Regions from separate parts of the Sus scrofa genome. Here region 2 is linked to region 1. Evidence: chromatin contacts called from public Hi-C data. All regions are on one chromosome and are shown on one strand. Each heading gives the region's core, a stretch centred on a gene start, on an enhancer-like site or on the middle of the called end of the contact. The rest is flanking DNA. Distances are from core to core; before and after follow the strand shown.

The links. A called contact is a pair of places that touch in the nucleus more often than the background predicts.
Region 2: a Hi-C map of skeletal muscle shows a contact between it and region 1, with 4 times the contacts expected there. The contact joins the enhancer-like site here to the promoter of BRWD3 in region 1. A contact is called at or near these places in 1 of 5 promoter capture datasets (liver), 5 of 47 Hi-C or Micro-C datasets (embryonic fibroblasts, heart right ventricle, liver and 1 more) and 1 of 2 datasets of contacts at active chromatin or transcription factors (alveolar macrophages).

What each region holds. Positions count from the first base shown.
Region 1 is chrX:64,401,206-64,405,196 of Sscrofa11.1, reverse strand. It overlaps BRWD3 (bromodomain and WD repeat-containing protein 3), which reads left to right and starts at 1,308. Exons shown (of 41, transcript XM_021080763.1): 1 at 1,308-1,569; 2 at 1,696-1,754; 3 at 1,958-1,987; 4 at 2,392-2,451. The coding sequence starts at 1,539.
Region 2 is chrX:64,549,474-64,553,036 of Sscrofa11.1, reverse strand. It overlaps HMGN5 (high mobility group nucleosome-binding domain-containing protein 5), which reads left to right. Exons shown (of 7, transcript XM_021080700.1): 2 at 1,313-1,448; 3 at 3,211-3,240. The coding sequence starts at 1,434. Among named protein-coding and RNA genes, the nearest start is that of HMGN5, 66 kb to the left of the region's middle. Within about 2 kb of position 1,741, at least 25 of the 83 cell types and tissues checked have an H3K27ac peak or open chromatin away from gene starts, as enhancers often do. A contact at or near this core is called in alveolar macrophages and skeletal muscle, where this site is marked.

The DNA.
Region 1 (3,991 bases), core at 59-2,558:
CTCATCTCAAAGCCAGATCCTTAACCCGCTGAGCAAGGCCAGGGATCCGACCCGTGTCCTCATGGATACTAGCGGGGTTCTTTATTCTTCAACCACTGAGCTAGATGGGTACACCCCAGGGGATTTTTTTTTTTTAATTTTGTCTTTCTTGGGCCGCTCCCGTGGCACATGGAAGTTCCCAGGCTAGGGGTCTAACCAGAGCTGTAGCTCCTGGCCTACGCCAGAGTCACAGCAACGCGGAATCCGAGCCGCGTCTGTAACCCACACCACAGCTCATGGCAACGCGGGATGCTTAACCCAGTGAGCAAGGCCAGGGATCGAACCCAAAACCCCATGGTTTCCAGTCGGATTCATCAACCACTGAGCCACGACGGGAACTCCCCCAGGGGACTTTTTAAAAAACTGCTGCGCCGCGGGGCTTCTTCAAGTTCTAGGGCCAGCTGCTGGCAACTCCAGATCCTTGTACCCACCATCTGGCTTCAGCACCTCAGCAGAACCGAGCTGCTGCAGCAGGATTCTTAACTTACTGTACCACAGCGGGAAGGAACTCCAGGTGACGTTTTGAGAACAGGTCTTTTTCTTTAACAATATGGACCCTGCACTCTGGACTGCTAAGTATCACAGCATTTTCATCTGGTACAAAAATCATTTTTTTTTTTTTTTTTTTTGGCTGCACCCGGGGCATGCGTAAGTTCCTGGGGCCAGGGATCAACCCACGCCACAACAGTGACCCGAAAAACAGCAGTGACAACCTCGGATCCTTAACCTGCTGAGCCACAAAGGAACTCCACAAAGACCATCTTAAAGAGAAGCAAGAGACAACGAAGTAGGGGCTCCTTTTTCTTTCTCAGTCACAAGATCCTTTAGCGGCTAGACTCCTCTCGGTGCAAGACAGACAAAAAACCCAAAGCCTCTTCGGTGCCGAGAGGAAATAGAAGCAAGCAGCTAATTCAAGTCCGCTCCTCATCTATTCCTCACCACCACGCCAGACGGTAAGGTTCTCCACAGGAAAGGGCCTGGCTACCCTCACAGGAAGGGCAACCCACTCTGGAGTTCGCGGAAGGGAACGTCACCACCGAGTTCTACTGCGGCTGCCAGAGCGTCAGCCGTCAGTTAGCACCTCCCCTTCCTTCCTGGAGTGGTAGCTAGGCAACCGTCGGCCTTCTAAGAGAGCTGGAGACTGGAGGGTGCATCAGTGCCTCTGGCGGCGAACAACGAACTCTGCAGGCCTCTCACATTTTTTACCCTCCCCTCTCTCCACCCCCTTTGCCCCCGCCCACCCCTCCGCCACTTCGGCTCCTCCCTCCTCTTCTCTCTCTCCCTCTCCTTCCTCCTCCGCCTCCTCAGCTCTTGGGCTAGAATATCTATGGGTCGAAACGTGATGCGATGAATCCGAGAGAGACCGAAACTGGGACGGGGAGTGCGGCGGAAGCGGCGGGACTCCTGGGCATGGGGGCTTCACCACAATAGAGGCAGCGCCCCCACCCGCTCCCGCCAGCCCCTCCAGAACGAAGCCCCCAAAACCCCTCGGGAAAAGGATGGCGGCGGCACCTACCCAGATTGAAGCCGGTGGGTAGCTGTGTCCGGAGGCTAAGGGGATGGGGGCTTAGCGCGACGACTGTCAGTTTCTTTTGAAAAAGCTTCTATTTCTCTTCTTTGCCCCCTTCTCAACCTCTTTTTCCCCCTCTTCTTCAGAGCTGTATTACCTGATCGCTAGATTCTTGCAGTCCGGACCCTGCAACAAATCTGCCCAGGTGAGCAGGGGAAGGAGATCTAGAGTCTTGAGGAACGGTCCCAAAGGGGAAATCATGTCAGCGGGGAGTACGGTTCCGCTGTGGGTGAGGGAAAGGCCGTCCTTGACTAGCCCTACGGTCAGCAGCTGGGTTCGAACTGGGGAGGGAGGAAGGAATGAGTTGGCCTGAGCTGCTCCTCATATCCGTGTTTCCCTTTTACTCAGGTGCTAGTGCAGGAGCTCGAGGAGCATCAGGTACGGAGCCCCTTCGGGAAGAAGTGGGGAGGGTTGGGGTGAGACTGGAGGAAAGGAAGGGCAGGTCTGGGGCGGAGGGCAGGGGCCGGGAGGGAGGCTAGGATCTGGGCACTCTTAGCTGTGGTAACGGGGGTGAACCGGTTTCTTTCCTCAAAGGGGCGGATATCGCAGGGGTCTTAACAGGTCCCCTCTTTATGCCTGTGGGAGGTGGTTTTTCAGGATTTTCTCCTCCCCAGCCTCCTTTCCCCACACTCTAGCTCTGAGACAACAGCTATCAGGCCAAGAAAAATAAAGACGCTAAAGGGTTGAGGACCAGGACTCAAGCTGGGTCGGTTGATGGGGAGCAGAGGCTTGGCCTTTATCGTTGGCCACCACCCTCCCCCTTTCTTTTCTCCGGTCCCCAGCTTATTCCGCGCCGCTTAGACTGGGAGGGGAGAGAGCACCGAAGAAGCTTCGAGGATCTGGTGAGTAAAGTTTTCATTTCAACTTAACCCAACTCTTTCTCCACTCCCTCCCCACCTTGTTCCCCCAACCCGCCCCCGACCCCTCTACCAGCAGGGCTCTAGTGATCTCTGTGCTAAACTGAAGAACTGCCCCCTTCCCCCCTCCCGGCGAGTCTGAGAAAGGGTACCCTTGGCCTTGTTTGTTTCCACCCGAAAACTTTGAAGAATGTGAGCTGGTTATCAGAGATGCTGTATTGTGGATTATGAATATGTTACAAACATCGGGAAAGGCCCATTGTAGGGGGAAAAGGGAGAGAAACCAGGGGGTTATCTTGGGGCACGTACCAAGGACTGACGCTGGCCAATGACAGCGTTGGTAACAGCCCGGAGTTCCGGATTAGTGGAAGAAAACTGGTTTCTGGTTGGTCCTGGATTGAAATACGGGAACTGTGGCCAGGCTTAGTCTTTTTTTTTTTTTTTGGGGGGGAGTGGGGGGAGCGGCACGGGAGGAGGGGGGTTCTGGAGGGGAGTTGACGGACCTAGGACTAGGGAGAAAGGACACAATTAAAATAATAGGGAGCGTCGAGCTAATTCCAAAAATTGCCAGGTTTAGACAATCAGCTATGTAATACAAGCGTAATCGTTGTATATCAGATTTTAGAAAATAGATCATCAAATCATTATTAAATCGCATTTGTGCAGTTAAAATTTCACTAGTAATAACTATGCATTATGACCTTTTTGAGAATTGATGAAACACGATTTTGGATTTACAAGGAGACAACAATGGTCATATTTTAAAACAGAATATACTTTATTAAAGAACCAAAAGCACTAGATTGACTGTTTTTCCTCCTATAAATATAATTCGTAATGTAAATGCATTTTCTGTTCATCATTGACACACAGAGAAAGGTGATCCTTTTTATTTTTAGGAGGATGTTCCCTTGTCTTAGCCACTGGCACAGTGAATTGGAAGGAAATGAAAGGAGAAAGGGGTGATGTTACTAAAATCTAAAATCAGCTATCTTTCCTTCAAATAAGATCCAACGGGAGGAAAATCAGACAAAAGTTAAGGAAAGTTGGAAGGATATGATAGGCTGTAAATAGAAATAAAATGATTTAAAATGCCTTTCAACAGGACAATATTTAAATTGCTTTGGTGTTCATTTGATATTTTTCTTTTTATTAAATTACAATAATGTGGCCATGCTAATTATTACATTATCTCCTGATCACATTTTTTATTTTTGCAAATCCCAGGAAATGTTATAATAATTGTGATAAGGATAAACTCGACCATCTGTACTATTAATGATAAAAAATTCTCAAATGGATATAAATTATTTTTGAAAAACTGCATGTATTACCAATTTATTTAATTTGTAGTCAGACTTTTTGTTGGACTGCTGTTCTACCAAAAAAAAAAGGGCAAATACAACAGTGCCTACCAATATGTTTTAACACTTTATGACTAATGTGGTTTTGAAGATAGAGAGTTTTATTCTGAGGCATGTTGAAAATGTTTTTGTTTACATTTATTTGTCTCTAAGTGGAACAT
Region 2 (3,563 bases), core at 492-2,991, 150 kb before region 1:
CAAAAAGGAAAGATCTAATTAATGAAAAAAAGTTCGCGATGAACAAAATATCAATTTTTAGTAAAAACAGGATCCTACCCTGCATTTGCATGATTCACCTCAATTGCCTCACCCCAAATCTTCTGAGTTTGGGGTACATCCTTAAATTTGCACTAGAGGTAAGTGCTTTAATGGCTTTATGCTTGTGCAGTTTCTAAGTCCTAAACACTTTAATGAATGGTACCTTCCTGAGTTCCTTCACTAAATGCCACCTTTGGATTCATAATCCATTGTATCAGCACTTTTCCTCTGGATAGACCTCTATTATTACAAACTTTACACGGGGTCCCATGGAATTCTTTTTTTTTTTTTTTTTTTGTCTGTTTGCTATTTCTTGAGCCGCCCCTGCGGCATATGGAGGTTCCCAGGCTAGGGGTCGAATCGGAGCCATAGCCACCGGCCTACGCCAGAGCCACAGCAACGCGGGATCCGAGCCGCGTCTGCAACCTACACCACAGCTCACGGCAACGCCAGATCGTTAACCCACTGAGCAAGGGCAGGGATCGAACCCGCAACCTCATGGTTCCTAGTCGGATTCGTTAACCACTGCGCCACGACGGGAACTCCCCCATGGAATTCTTAATGGACTCCCATCAAGTGGGAAAATGGTATCTATCAGGTGTCCTCACCTTCAGGTGCCTCCTGTTCTCAAAGCTCCCAGTTTTGTTGCTACTCTCCATTTGGGTAGACAAGCCCTTTTGACACCCTGATCCTGCCAGGACCACAATTGTGCTTTGGCGGAAAGTTGGAAAGTTCTCACAACCTCAGAAACAACTCCACTCTTTTCTACTTTCTGAATGAGTGCTCCACTTAATTCATCTCCATCCTCCTGTCAAAGGCAGAAGGCAAAGACTAGAGCCTGGGCTCAATCATATCTCTAAAGCACTTTCCCGCCAGGAAGAAGTAAAGTGGGGTTTTTGGAGACTGTGGAGAAAGCAAGTCCAGTGACTTTCGCCCGTCATTACGACAAAAAAAGGGAAAAAAAAAAACGATCAAAACAATTCCGGCTTTCCTGCTAGTTTTATGCTTCAGCACTTTGCCTCTATTAAGTCCAAAATCTCCTCTACCCCACCAGTGGTCCCAGCAGGCAGCATAAGAAGGCTTCGGGCAAGTCCGTGGGACACGCCCCCTGAACTGGCCACCTCCCCTTATTGGTCTGACAGCCTGTCACTCTGATCTTGCTCCCACTCCAGCTAACCATTCACGTAGCTTGGTTGGGTCTTGGGAGCGTTTAATGTTGCCAATAACGAGGGTTTTTTTTTTTTTTTTTTAGGCTAGTACAGGTCGTGCTGCAATTAGTTCATTGAAAACTCAGTTGCTTTCCGAGCGGTCGGGTAGAGACTGCTTTCGGCTTTTTTTCTGCCGACTAAGATCTCCTATAGAGAGCTGCAACAATGCCCAAAAGAAAGGTAAGTGAAATAGGAAGGTAGAAAGGGGATAGGCGACTGAAATACATATTTCCTAATAAGCAGAGGATTTTTTTAAAGAAGCATTTTGGCTTCAAGTTCGATTTTGTGATGTGTTGAATGGAAGGGGAGAGAAGGGAAGGGCAAAGAACGGTTGGTGTAAGTTTGAGGATGGTCTCTCATGCAACTAGTAGTTCACTTTTGGCTTGTTTTGTGTAAAGGAAAGAATTGCTTGAAAGGTGTCTCCATGCTGAATTACTAACAGCCATAGCGCTTTGCTGTCGCTTCCTACCCCACCCCCCTTCCTCCGCTTACCCTATTGGAGAACACTTCTCCCAACCACACTTCCAGGCACTAGTTTCCTCCTCAGCCTCCAGCTTTTCTCCAGGAACCATCCTGGCTCGAAACGAAAGCCATGGCTTTCTCCCGTATTTGCCTTTGTTCTTCCCGTTTTCTTTTTCCTTCTTTTTCCCTCCTCCACTTCATGTCATGCCAGATGGCTATGCAATGGTAGTCCTATGCCATTAGGTGGCGCAGACATCAAACTGTCCTAGAGAAGGGAGCGATCCACCGCTGTAATTAGCAACTTTAAGGCTGAGAGATCTGGGACTCTCCAAGTTCACTGTCTAAAGGTGGAAGAACGATAATAGACGTGCGTCCCGTCAACTATTGCTGATGTTGGTGTAGCAAGGATTTGTGCACGTTAGACATGCAGAATTGATATGAGCTATTCAAGGGCTACAAGTCTTCTGCAAGCCCTCATTTAAAAATTCGTGGCTCCTCCCTTGGATGGGAAATAAATTCGCGCTCGGTGTTTGTTTTGGGGGGAGGTCCCTTAGAAGTGAAATCGATCGCTGTTTCTTTGCTTGATAAAATTGTAAAACGTTGCTTGATAAAATTGTAAAACACTGTGTTAATGTAAGGCATTAAGATTGTTTTGGTATTATTCCTGTTTATCTGTCCACCTTCCCTATTTTTAGAACATAGGAATAAGACCGAAATTCTCAGGTGCTCTGGGGTTGTATAGATTGTGCAATAGCTTGATCATTCCCAGCCTAAAAGGCTGCTCGGAGACGGAAAGAAATGGTTTCTAATCACCATCTCCCTTCCTGAGATTCCCGCCGCTGTGCTTTTCTAGGCTTGTGCATTGGGTCTTGTTATATTTTACAGAGCTGACAACAACCTTGTTGCAGGTAGTGGCGGGAAGTTTTAAAATCCTCAGCCGGCTTCTCTGAATAACGCATTGACGTTGTAACAAAGAGGGTTTCCCCCCTCAAGGCATTGTGGGGATTGTAGTTCTTGTACGCAGAACTTGGAGGAGAGAATAGTCCAGTCATGAGAGAGGGTCAGATAAATACAGTTGCATCTCAAGCATAAGGCTAAACAGACAAGGAAATTGCATGAAGCTCCGCCTTCATTCTCCCCGCCCCCCCACACTTTTTAGCTTTAACTCTGGCTACAACACGTGGATTTTAAAATTTAAAAAGTTTGCTTTTAGGATATGCAATTTACACAAAAGGATGAAATGAGCTATCAGCTGTATAATTTTATGTCTCGAGAGTTCATTTGCATCTTACTAATATTTTCACGTTGGCAGACAGCAGTATGTAGCATTCTACTAAGCAGTAACAGGTGGCTACTTGAGCAGGAATCCAGGAAAAAGTCATAAACTTTTATGTTGCAACTGTAATCCATAAGCAATTTTTTCAGATCTGTATGTTTATATCGATGATCTTATTTCTCTGTGGTTTTCTCCCTTGTATAGGCTGCAGGTCAAGGTGATATGAAGCAGGAGGTGAGTTTCTTTAGTTTTAGAATCTCCCTGAAAAAAAAATCCCTTGTTTTATAAACTTAAGACACATAAACAGTTAAAAACTAAATGCTAGTTAGTATATTTGCACCATATGAGTACCAATATGGTATGCCAATGATCACTCTCAGAAATATATTCAGTATTGAAAACTCCAGACTTCTTCGAACTTAGGACCTTTTTGTGCTTAAGATCTAGAGAGAGCATCTTTCTTTTAAGCTAAAGAATGACTTTTTCAGTTTTCAAGAAGGGGCTATATTTTCATTTCTAAATATACCTCTCGTTACTGTCCATTGTGTTCATTTAGC